Linked DNA regions of Mus musculus: all the other regions are linked to region 2. The links are chromatin contacts, called in public Hi-C and HiCAR-type maps. All regions are on one chromosome and are shown on one strand. Each heading gives the region's core, a stretch centred on a gene start, on an enhancer-like site or on the middle of the called end of the contact. The rest is flanking DNA. Distances are from core to core; before and after follow the strand shown. Region 1 overlaps 4930568G15Rik (RIKEN cDNA 4930568G15 gene). Region 2 overlaps Gm32652 (a long non-coding RNA gene). Region 3 has its middle 93 kb from the start of Dpt.

What was found. Hi-C and Micro-C count contacts between places; a contact is called where the count stands out from the background. HiCAR-type assays count read pairs that join an accessible place to other places.
Region 1: a Hi-C map of muscle stem cells shows a contact between it and region 2, with 1.9 times the contacts expected there. The contact joins two enhancer-like sites. A contact is called at or near these places in 7 of 484 Hi-C or Micro-C datasets (the N1E-115 cell line, cerebral cortex, cortical neurons and 3 more), 5 of 115 datasets of contacts at active chromatin or transcription factors (the 230-238 cell line, embryonic forebrain, forebrain and 2 more) and 1 of 9 other capture datasets (embryonic stem cells).
Region 3: a HiCAR-type map of kidney shows a contact between it and region 2, with 2.5 times the contacts expected there. The contact joins two enhancer-like sites. A contact is called at or near these places in 5 of 484 Hi-C or Micro-C datasets (cerebral cortex and liver), 5 of 115 datasets of contacts at active chromatin or transcription factors (embryonic forebrain, kidney, large pre-B cells and 2 more) and 1 of 9 other capture datasets (embryonic stem cells).

The regions. Positions count from the first base shown.
Region 1 is chr1:165,082,498-165,086,158 of GRCm38.p6, forward strand. All of the region lies in intron 1 of 4930568G15Rik (RIKEN cDNA 4930568G15 gene), which reads right to left. Among named protein-coding and RNA genes, the nearest start is that of 4930568G15Rik, 7.6 kb to the right of the region's middle. Within about 2 kb of position 1,889, at least 100 of the 459 cell types and tissues checked have an H3K27ac peak or open chromatin away from gene starts, as enhancers often do. A contact at or near this core is called in muscle stem cells, where this site is marked.
Region 2 is chr1:164,895,136-164,898,436 of GRCm38.p6, forward strand. The region is part of intron 1 of Gm32652 (a long non-coding RNA gene); the gene reads right to left. Among named protein-coding and RNA genes, the nearest start is that of Gm32652, 2.9 kb to the right of the region's middle. Within about 2 kb of position 1,471, at least 41 of the 459 cell types and tissues checked have an H3K27ac peak or open chromatin away from gene starts, as enhancers often do. A contact at or near this core is called in kidney and muscle stem cells, where this site is marked.
Region 3 is chr1:164,701,737-164,705,177 of GRCm38.p6, forward strand. No RefSeq gene overlaps it. Among named protein-coding and RNA genes, the nearest start is that of Dpt, 93 kb to the right of the region's middle. Within about 2 kb of position 2,030, at least 68 of the 459 cell types and tissues checked have an H3K27ac peak or open chromatin away from gene starts, as enhancers often do. A contact at or near this core is called in kidney, where this site is marked.

The DNA.
Region 1 (3,661 bases), core at 639-3,138, 190 kb after region 2:
GCCTAATTAGTAAATAAGCCTTATGCGCAAGTGCAAGAGTGAACTCACACCTAGTCACTGCCCATCTCGCAGCGTAGTAATGGGGTGATGGGCGAGCAACGAATCAGGAGCTGTCACGCCACATCAGGTGCTGAAACGTCACGCTGCGGGCTATATAAGCAGCGCCATTTTCCCGGTTCGCGGTCTTCCCTCCTGATAAGTAAGCAATAAAAGCTTTGTCGCAGAAGATTCCGGTTGTCCTGAGTGTGTTCTTGCCAGCGGGGACAAAAGCTCGGGCAATACCATGTGAAAACTACTAAGAGGATTCAGTTCCTAGCCTAACAGGTGAGGAGACCGAAGCCCAACAGGGAAAGATACTGGCTCAAGTCACACAGCTGATACAGAGACCTCTGCTCTTCTCGGCTGCTACTTCAGAACTGGCCGGCTTGCCTTCTCAGTTTACACGGACTGCTTTAGAAAACACATCCCTTGGGGACCATGAAGCCATCCATCCCGATGCTGGGTCTGGATGATGTGTGTCACCATGACGCTGGGAACAGAGCAGATGCAATCTCCCATCTGTAGCTTCTCTGCCTGCTTCCCCTGTGGAGACTTAGAATTTAGGATTCAATTTTTAAGTGGCCCAAAAGAGCTGGGTCAGCGCTCGTTAATAAACAATGAAGTTCAATTGCGTTTAATTCTCTTCTGGTCCCTCCTGAATGCACAAAGTGCATATAACTACTTCATCGCTGGAAACAGGAAGAGCAGAGGGGTTGTGAGCAAGCTCACGTTCCCTGGAGACTCCTCAACCACAGGTCCTTTGAGAACATTGTTGGATACCTCCTGGGTTCCAGGTCAGTGCCTAGCACAGAGTGAGAAAACTCTTTGTCACCAATATTGGTCCTTTGAGCATCTGTCTTGTCCTTTCTGACCATATATGAATAAACATGAATAAAATCCAGCTTAATTTGAACACTCTTACCTCTGATGATTTCAACAACCCCAAACAGATAAGAGCTGGGGGAGGAGGGGATAAGGTGCCATGGTAACAAGTGTGTGAATTCGATGACTACAAAATAGGACAAGTCTTGGCCAGAACTTAGTGTTTTCTCTATCCGTTCATTTTCTCTCCTTCCAGAGACATCTCCCCAACATCCCATACCCAATATCTACACCTGTCTAGCTATGCCATCTCACTTTGATTCTGTAAAAGTTAGATGCTAAATCAAGTTCCTATGCTTCTCCGAACCCTCATGTCCATGTGTGTAATGATATTGACCTCATAACTGTTGGGAAATTGAATGCGATGATGAGTAAAAGGTGCCCAGCATGGTGCCAGATATTAAACGGTTCTCCGTGGCTATTAAACAGTGATTGTTTCTTCTACGGTTGTTATCCCTTAATAATGTGTTCTTTCCCTGGGGTATTTGTAGTCAGTGGAAGACAACAGACTGCTAAATTGAAGTGAGCAGCTTCCTAATAATGGGCCTTCAGACCAAAAGAACCATAGGCAGCCAAGGGTCTTCCGTGGTCTCCTTAAATCCCACTTTTAGGGTTTACAGAAGCTCCACGTCTGAATCTTCTTCCCAACGTGGATCCCATCTGCACCTCAGCCCCAGAGGCTCACATTGCTCTGCTGCCCACAAACAGGCAGTTCGTCAGGTAGTTTAGTGAGGACACACAAAGGGTCAAGCAGTAGTGAGACAGGCAGGGTAGCTTCCATTACCCAGAGCCTGGCTTCTCTAGCCCACGGTTAATTCCAGTTTTGTTGACTCTCCTTAAGAGTCCAGGATGGCCCAAGGGCAAGCAGCCCAGGGCCTCATCTGAAATTCATAAGGAAACCAGCAGAGCAGGCTCAGCCCAGCAACTGTCAGCATAAAACTGCTCCTCTCAGCTCCAGGGAAGCGATATGACTCAGCATCTATGTATGCCAAGGCTGTCTCTCCCATCCATTCCCTCCTCTCCAGCCCCACAGCTGTCTCCTCAGCCAGGGTTTGCAAAATCACTCCCCTATGCTTAGCGAATACTGAAAAGCTAATATTTACTAAGCGCTTACCGTGTGCCATACGGTACACACTTAGATTTGTTTCCTGTGATTCTTCCCCAAAACCTCATGAAAGAGACTTTTTTTGGGGGGGGGACAAAACAGACATTTTGCAGGGTGAAGGATGCTCCAAGAAATAACCATGGACCTGCATTTTTGACCTCCTGTCTTTCTGTCCTTCACCCACTGTCCTCCACTGTGTCTTTCATCGTGGACTACTAGCCAGTCTCTGCTTTGAGTCTCTTCCAAGCCAGTCAGAAACCACAAGAGTTCCTTCCTGCAACATGAATCCTAGAAAATCCTTCAAAGACTCCGTTTGATCCAAATTAAGTCAAGGCAGCCTAGCCTCGTACCCTGGACTACTCCTAGCCTTACTCCAACCGTGCTGCCAGTCCCGTCCTCTGCTTCCTGCAACCTGTTCTGTGGCAGGAAGCTGTTCAGCATGGTTCTGCGCCTGCGCCTCTGCCCTCACATCCATCATCCCTTTCTGGTGTCCCCTTTGGTTTCTTGGTAAAAGTGTCTGTTGAAGAGACTCAACTCAAATGTCAATTTCTCGGAACCCCTCCTTTGGTGGTTAATCTTGTCAATTAGATCAAGTTGAAAATGCCTTGTCACGTACCAAATCACGCTGTTAACCAATAGGCTGGAGGCCAGCTGGAGCAAAAAAAGGAGGGAATCCTGGACTGTGCTTTCTCACACCTCTGGGAACTGAGCCCCTTGGCCGTGCCACGCCTTTCCTGCATGAAGTTCTGCATCTCCACAGCCCAGAAACAGCAAAAACTCTAAAACTGGGAGCCGGAAGAAACCGCTTTTCCGCTAAGGTTTTTTTGATCATGTATCTTTTCTTTCTGCTGGGTCCAATGGCCCCCGCTTCATTGTCACTGACCATTGTTACTCTATAAAATCCTGCACCATTATGTATTGGGGAACAACCACCCCATTAACCCCATTACCAACATGCTGTTACATGTTGGTAAGCAGCCACTCTTAGACTGGAACTCTCAGGGCAGAAGCTGTAGGTCCCCCCTCCCCAACTTCATCTTTTGGTTCCCGTTTGTTGAAGGTGTTTTGCACACGTAGGTGGAGGAGGCATTTACTTGTTTATCCACAGAATCGGTTAAGCATCTTCTATGTGCCAGACCCTGCGCTAGAGCGCTGGGAAGCCAACGTGAATAAGAGTGAGACTTCCCAGAAGAGTCCTTGCCTTGGCCTTACACTTATATAATCAAGGGCTTTCTTGCTTCTTTATTGACTTCCTTCCCAGAAAACAAACTGAACTGCAGAGCCTGCAAAAATACCACCCAGTTTCATCCTGCTTAACCTAGACACGAGTGTCCTCCATTTAACTGTCATGCTGTTTAGAAAAGAAGGTGAGGGACCTCCATTGTCAGGTCAAAATCACAGCTTGTGCAAGCGTAAGACTTAGATAGCCTGCAGCTCCTTGGGGATCGTAAAGCCATTATGATTCTCTGTTACATTCTGTAAAGCAAATCAACTTTCTGATTAATCACAGATACGTTAACCTAGCCATGCTAAACAGAAAGCTTTGCGGCTCAACGTTGGTTGTTTTTTTTCATCTAAGAGTTAAGAAGGCATAGCATTCTGCTGTGTCATTGTGTCCCTGTTGGAATCTTTGTT
Region 2 (3,301 bases), core at 221-2,720:
TAAAGCCATACAAATAAGAGTGGTAGGTTGTAGATGTAAAAGTAGATATATGAATATTTTTAATCAGTATTACTGGAGAAATAAAATATAACAAAAACATATGAACAATACACATTTTTATTTACCTGTTAAATACTGGAAGATATTCATATTTTAAAGTAAACTTTAAAACTATTTCTTCATTGAAAAAATACTTCTTTTATTTTATATATATGAACATTTTGACTGTATGTATGTCTGGATACAACTGTATGTGTCTGGTACCCAAGAAGATCAGAAGAAAGTGTCAGATTCCCTGGAAATGGAATTATAAATGGAAATAGAATTCCCTGGAAATGGAATTATAGACAGTTGTGAGCTTCTGTGTCGGTGCTGAGGTTCAAACCGAGGTCATCTGGAAGAGCAGCAGGTGCACTTAACCACGGAGTCATCTCTCCTGGCCCAATATTTTATTTATTTTTAATTCTATCTATCTATCTGTCTATCTATCCATCCATCTAACTCAATCTCTCTCTCTCTCTCTCTCTCTCTCTCTCTCTCTCTCTCTCTCTCTGTGTGTGTGTGTGTGTGTGTGTGTGTGTGTATGTGTGTGTGTGCATGCACATGTGTGTCTACACATAGTTGTAGGCACCCAAAGAGGCCAAAGGAAGGCATCAGATTCCCTAGATCTGGAGTTGCAGGCTGTTGTGAGCTGGGTGGTTGGAACAGCAAAGGTGAAGAAATCCCATGATCCTGTCTGTTATCCTCAGAAATCCCCCCAGTCTTTCATGTTCCCACTTAGCCAACCCAAAGGAGACCCTGGCCTCTGGTGGCCTAGATAGTCAAAGACAGCTATGTTCCCCATGGCTTCTCTCAGTGGCAGTCACACCTCCTGCTTAGTGGAATGGCGGGTTCCACTTTGGCCCAGTTTATTGCTAATGTGCTATTACATTAACTCTTTCATAGACTCAGTAAGCTTTCTCCTGAGCTTTTCCAGAGGTGTAGGAAAATGTGGGCCTCCACACACCGCCTCCCATAGAAGGTGTAATGAGCAATGACCAGTTTTCTGCAATATCAGTGGGGACCAAATGAGCACGGTAGAATCTGCTGTTCACTCCCGAGCTTCCGTCCTCCTGCTTTCGATCCTCCCTCTGCCCTCTGGAGCCACACCCATGCCCTGGCTCTCCACTCAGGGTCTGGCACTCTCAGGCACGCACAGCATGCCAGAGACAGCAGGAAACCCCCTCTGGCATATGGGTTCAATCCTTCATTCTTAGAATGGCTTCCAACGGCCTTCACCCTCCACCCTGTAGTGGAGAGCAAGATTGTCTCTTGGAAGGATTTTTCTGCATGTGTGAATGGAATGGAAGATGACTGATGGCTTGGTGAATTGTGCACTGAACTCTGACTTTTAGGCACTAAATATAGACAGCGCACATGCTGGACAAGCTAAATATAGTAGCAGTGTTGGCAAGAAGGGGTGAGGGAGACTCCCAGGACAGACTGGATGGAGGCTGAGCGGTAAACCCACAGCCACTCCCAGCTGTGGTTAATTTATCACCCCTGCTGGGAAGGGGTGCGCGTCAGTTTCATCCAGGCATGATTTGTTTGTCAGAGTGTTTGTTGGGAGCCATTTTTCTGTCTACAAACAAGCACGCAGCTCAGGATGCCTTTGTCTGCCTCCAGCAAGTTAGCCTTCTCCACTGGGCTACAGCTCAGTGCTGTCCCCATTGGGGGTGACTTTGGATCTCCTAGTGAGTTATTTCTAATTCCATCCCACACTGCCCCAGATCTTTCTTGTTTAGTTAGATAAGATGGCTCTAATTATTGAGGCTGAAGGTCAGAATGAGAATGGATCGCTAGGGCTGCCAAACTGTATGCCCCGAAGCGCACTTTCTGGTTCAAGAACACAACTCCTTCCCCCACCCTACCCCCTTGCCCCTCCCGCCGTCCACTCTGAAAAAAGCCACTTAGCTCTTTATCTTTGCCCAAGTTAGGGCCAACGGCTAGAGAAAGTGTCCTCTGCCCCCTGCCTCTCTCCCAGCAGCATGAGAAGACAGCATTAGGGCAGCATTAGAACTCTCTTGGAAGAAGGTTCCCTTTCAGAACGCAAAATGTCTGTCAGCCCTCTCTACCAGTACTGCCACCCCCAAGAAGCCACCGTGGACAGGGAAGGCCTGATAAGCATTCATTTACAATTTTCCCTTCATTAGCAAGAAGCCTGCTTCTCTCCTGGGGTGAGACAGAGATAGCTCATCTGCATTTTGATTGCTGTGTTAGGATAATGACAACCGAAAATAGGCTCTGAACTCCCTCTATGACCAGTTTCCATTAATTAGATTTAATTGTGTGACCCAAGCAGGGAAAAGAGATCTCCTTGCCTGTCCATGCATAAATCATATCTGATTTATCCCACTGTGTTTTCTTTTATGTCTCATCACACCTCCCAGTGCTGGAACCCAGGAGCCCGCCTGCCCTCCCCCACCCCTCCCCTCCAGCCTGCCCTCTCCCACCCCTCCCCTCCAGCCTTCCCAGTGGTGACTGAGATACTAGCCTGCCTTATCTCAAAACAAGGAAGTTTGCTCACAATGCTATCATGCCCATGAGTCTGTAAGTGACACTCTCGGTTGGCTATGGCTTGGTTTTTCTTAAAGCTAGGAGAAAACCCATCCCTAAGGGTCTTAATTGGTCTAATTCTCAGCAGTCATAACTATGGTCAAAGCAGAATGCAAAGTCACAATTTTCTGCCGATCCATGACAGAGACAGAAGATGTGAATATAAATACAAGATGGAGAGAATACATTGGCATGAGTACAGCTCAGTATCTTCATGATGGAGACTGAATATGTTAGATACGTTAGGATGACTCAGGGGTCTAAGGCAGTCAGGAATCAGAGGCAAGTCAGTGCATCTCTGAGTCCGAAGCCAGCATGAGTTCTAAGACAGCCAGAGCTACAGAGAAATCCTGTCTTTAAAAAAATAAAAATAAAATAATGACAAAACAAATGGTGTTTGTCTGTCTCTTTGTCTGGTACAGATTTGATTTTTACCTTGTGAAAATAAAAAAATGCAATCTCAAACATTGTGTTTTATTCCACTATAGAGTAGTGTGTGTGTGTGTGTGTGTGTGTGTGTGTGTGTGCAATCTCATAATTCTGCTTTGAATTTGAACTCATTTGGCCTCCTACTTATTCTCTAATTATTTAATGGGTTATGTAAAATCTCTGTCATGTAGTCATGTTGTATTTGTATGTGAGTCATGATTTTACCTTGTTGAAAATTGTGTTTCAGCATAGAATTTCCACTTACTATTGGCAGCTG
Region 3 (3,441 bases), core at 780-3,279, 190 kb before region 2:
GAACAGGATAGGAAGAGCTATCCAAGTTCTTTGGAGCCCAGAAAATTGTGAGTCTCAGATGTTAGTTATTGAGCTATACTGCTGGATGCTGGTTTTGTTTAAATGGGATCATTTTTTTGTGTTCAGGTTCTTCCTCATTTTAGTAAAAAGGTATGCAATTTGTTTTTTTATTTTATAAGATTACACAGTTAAGAGACTTCATATATTTTGAAGAGAATTGAACTTTTAAACCATTTGAATTCATAAAGACTGGGGACTTTTAGAGTTCTATTTCATATTATAATATTAATGTTATGGGGAAAACAAGAAAGGAAAGGATATGGCTTAAAATGATGTGGTTTTGTGTCAAGTTGAGAAGGGGTAGGCTTATGGTGGCTATTCTTGGTGGTCAACTTGATATACTTAAAGAAGGAACCTCAACTGGGAAATTACTTCCATCCAGTTGGCCTATGGACATGTCTGTGGGACATTGTCTTGATGGAGGAGGGCTCTGACCATTGTGGATAGCGGCATCCTTGGGCTGGTGGTTCTGGGTTGTATAAGGAAGCAGCTCAATAATTAGCAATTCTTATAGTCTCTGTTTCAGTTCCTGCTCCCATGTTCCCAACTTGAGTTACTACCTTGGTATCCCTTAATGATAGACTGATTTAGAGGTGTAAGCCAAATAGCTCCTCTTCTCTCCACTCTCCAAGTTTCTTTAAGTCAGAATGTTGCAGCCTAGCAACAGAAAAACAAGTGATGATAATTCTTTCTACAAAGAAATTTCACATGTCATTAGTTGCTCTTAACATGCACAAGTCTGAAATACAACGTTCTTCCAAAGCCATAAGGAAGGAAATGACTTTCAGAAGAGGTAAGTGACCGTTCAAAGTCACATAGCTCTTTTAGTGGCAAGCCAGTAGTTAGTCTCTTTTTCAGCCATGTACTGGAACTCAGTGACTGATTGAGGAGTGGCAGTAAGTAGGATACTGAAGCCAGATGCCCCAGGTAAAAGCTTTTCTAGGATTCTAACTGAAGAAACTATTCTGAAGGGCATCCTACCCATCCATAGTTCTCTGAAGATTTCGCAAAGGACTGATGGAGTCTGCTAAGTCTCACCTTCAAGTGTGAATTCCGACATGTTTTATATTCATCAAATGTAATGAATAACTATCAACTAACATGAACTATAATAAGAGGAATATAATTAATAAAAACATCTTTGAAAATGTAGGTGCTATCTAAAAGTAAGCACGGCCTTTGCTATATTTCATATCAACGACAGCATAGTAACCAATAGCTTGAGGCTTCAGTTACCGTGGACATCTGACATCTGTCCATGGGCCTCCTGGGTAAATCCTAAAGGAGCTGCCTGGCATTGAATGCATTTATTTTTCTAACTAGAGAAGCTACTAACACATATAACCCTGAAGATCAACATATCAGTATCTCAGCTCCACCTCCAGTGTTGACTGCCAATCCGCTCTGAGGTTTTCATGAAATAATTTATGCATGTCAGGACCACACTTTATGATCACCCAGAGGTTTATATTTCATGAAACACTGTCTACTTTGAGCCTACTAAGAGTCCTCGCAAAATGCTGATCACAGCCTCATGCTATAGCGGTCAGGTAAGTTAGGGAGTCAAGTCTTGGTCTTACAAGAGTCAGTTTAATGAAAAAGATAAAAATTATACATGTACCTGAGCTTGTGAGTACTCATACACCTCTGTATATGGCACACACACACACACACACACACACACACACACACACACACACTTCTATGATAGAAAAAAAAGCAGCTAATGTATATTTTATATGGGAGAGTATCAGAAAACATATTGGTATTAAACTGAGAGAAGCAGTACAGACTCAAAGGTAGACCATCTAAAAGGACTTTAACTTGTATCCTTTGGTTCTAAGTTCAAGTGTTTTCTCTCACCCTTTGCTGCATGTTTTACTGTTTGCCCATTCAAAGCAGGCATGGCTAGTGTAATGTTTAACTATAGACAAATGACTTTCCCCTGTTCCAAAGGCATTTAGTAGGGGTGACAGAGACACGTGATTGCCTGAATAGCTCTAAAGTTCAAGGAACCTCCAGCTCCTGTAACAATAACCTTATGTTCCCAGGATAAACAGCTAGGGAGAGGAAGATAGCTTTCCCCACGTGTCTGGAAGTTCCTAGCTTTTCTGAACCCCACTGTGGTAAAGTCGCCAGTATTTCCTGATCCTTGTACTAGGCCTGTTCTTCAATTACCCATCAGTACTGTCTCACAACGATACCAATCAGGTCCTAGGTGATTCTGGTCTGAGCACATTACAAGGATGTGATGTATAAGTTGTAATTGTTCCAAGTGGCTCAATGTAGGTAAATGTTAGTCCATTTAGGTACAGACTTTACAAAAACTGCAGTCCCCTAACTCATAAAGATGACCTCTAACTCATAACTGAAGTGTTCCGCTGCCCAAGAATGGAGACGACCTGGTTGTCAGTGGAGATTTAGGAACTGGCTGTTCCATTCATTGTGGAGCAAAGGTGGGTGATTCTAACTCACCTGCTCCCTGATTGATTGCCCGGCTGCTGACGATTGGCTGTTTGGGTTGGGACGAAGCAGTGACCATTTTGTTTTTGTAAGCCAAAAAAAAAAAAAAAAAAAAAAACAAAAACAAAAAAACAAAACAAAAAAAAATCAACCAAAACAAAACCCACAAAACAAGCAAACAACGCATGGCACCTCTTCATGAGGTGTTTGCCTCTGTTGGTTCTGTGTCTTCTCAGCCCTGTAGCAGGAAGGAAGCAGCCTGTTAGGGTTGGTGACTTACACAGAGCCATTCTCTGGTTTCCCTTTTCTTCTGGATGCCACAGTGATAGGTAGGGGGCACACTGCAGGGGCTAGCACTGCCTGCCAGAGAAAGGGAAGCATCACGAAGTCAATGCGGGTCTAGGAACTAGGACAAAGCTTGACCTTGAACATACCCTGTTTGCTTCATCTGAGAAACACAAGTATTCAGAGGACAAGAGCCGTGAGGCCTTCCAAAGTGGCCACTCGAACGAACAACTCCAAGACCAAGAGGGAAAGGGACAAGTTGAGCGCCAGCAAGCAGTTTTTGCTAGGCATACCCAGAATGAGCCTGTTTATTCCTGGGCCTTTACATTGCCATGGCAACCAACATGGCCATGCGCTGCGTGTATTGTGTTTACTACCCTTTACAGGGCTCAGCACAGTGCTGCCGACACATAACAGAAAATCAATGAACACTGTCGAATGACCTTTGTAGCTATCTATTTATGGTGAAATCTCATTAAACCACTTCTTTCTCTACAGACAAAAGGAAAAAAAAATCAACTCAGCCTTGACACTTGGGTAAATAAGGAAAAGAGGTGCGTACAGGCAAAAGGACGAATCAAAATCTTAAGAACTTTTGAAAGGTGTGCATATGTTTATTTCTCTCTGTTATGC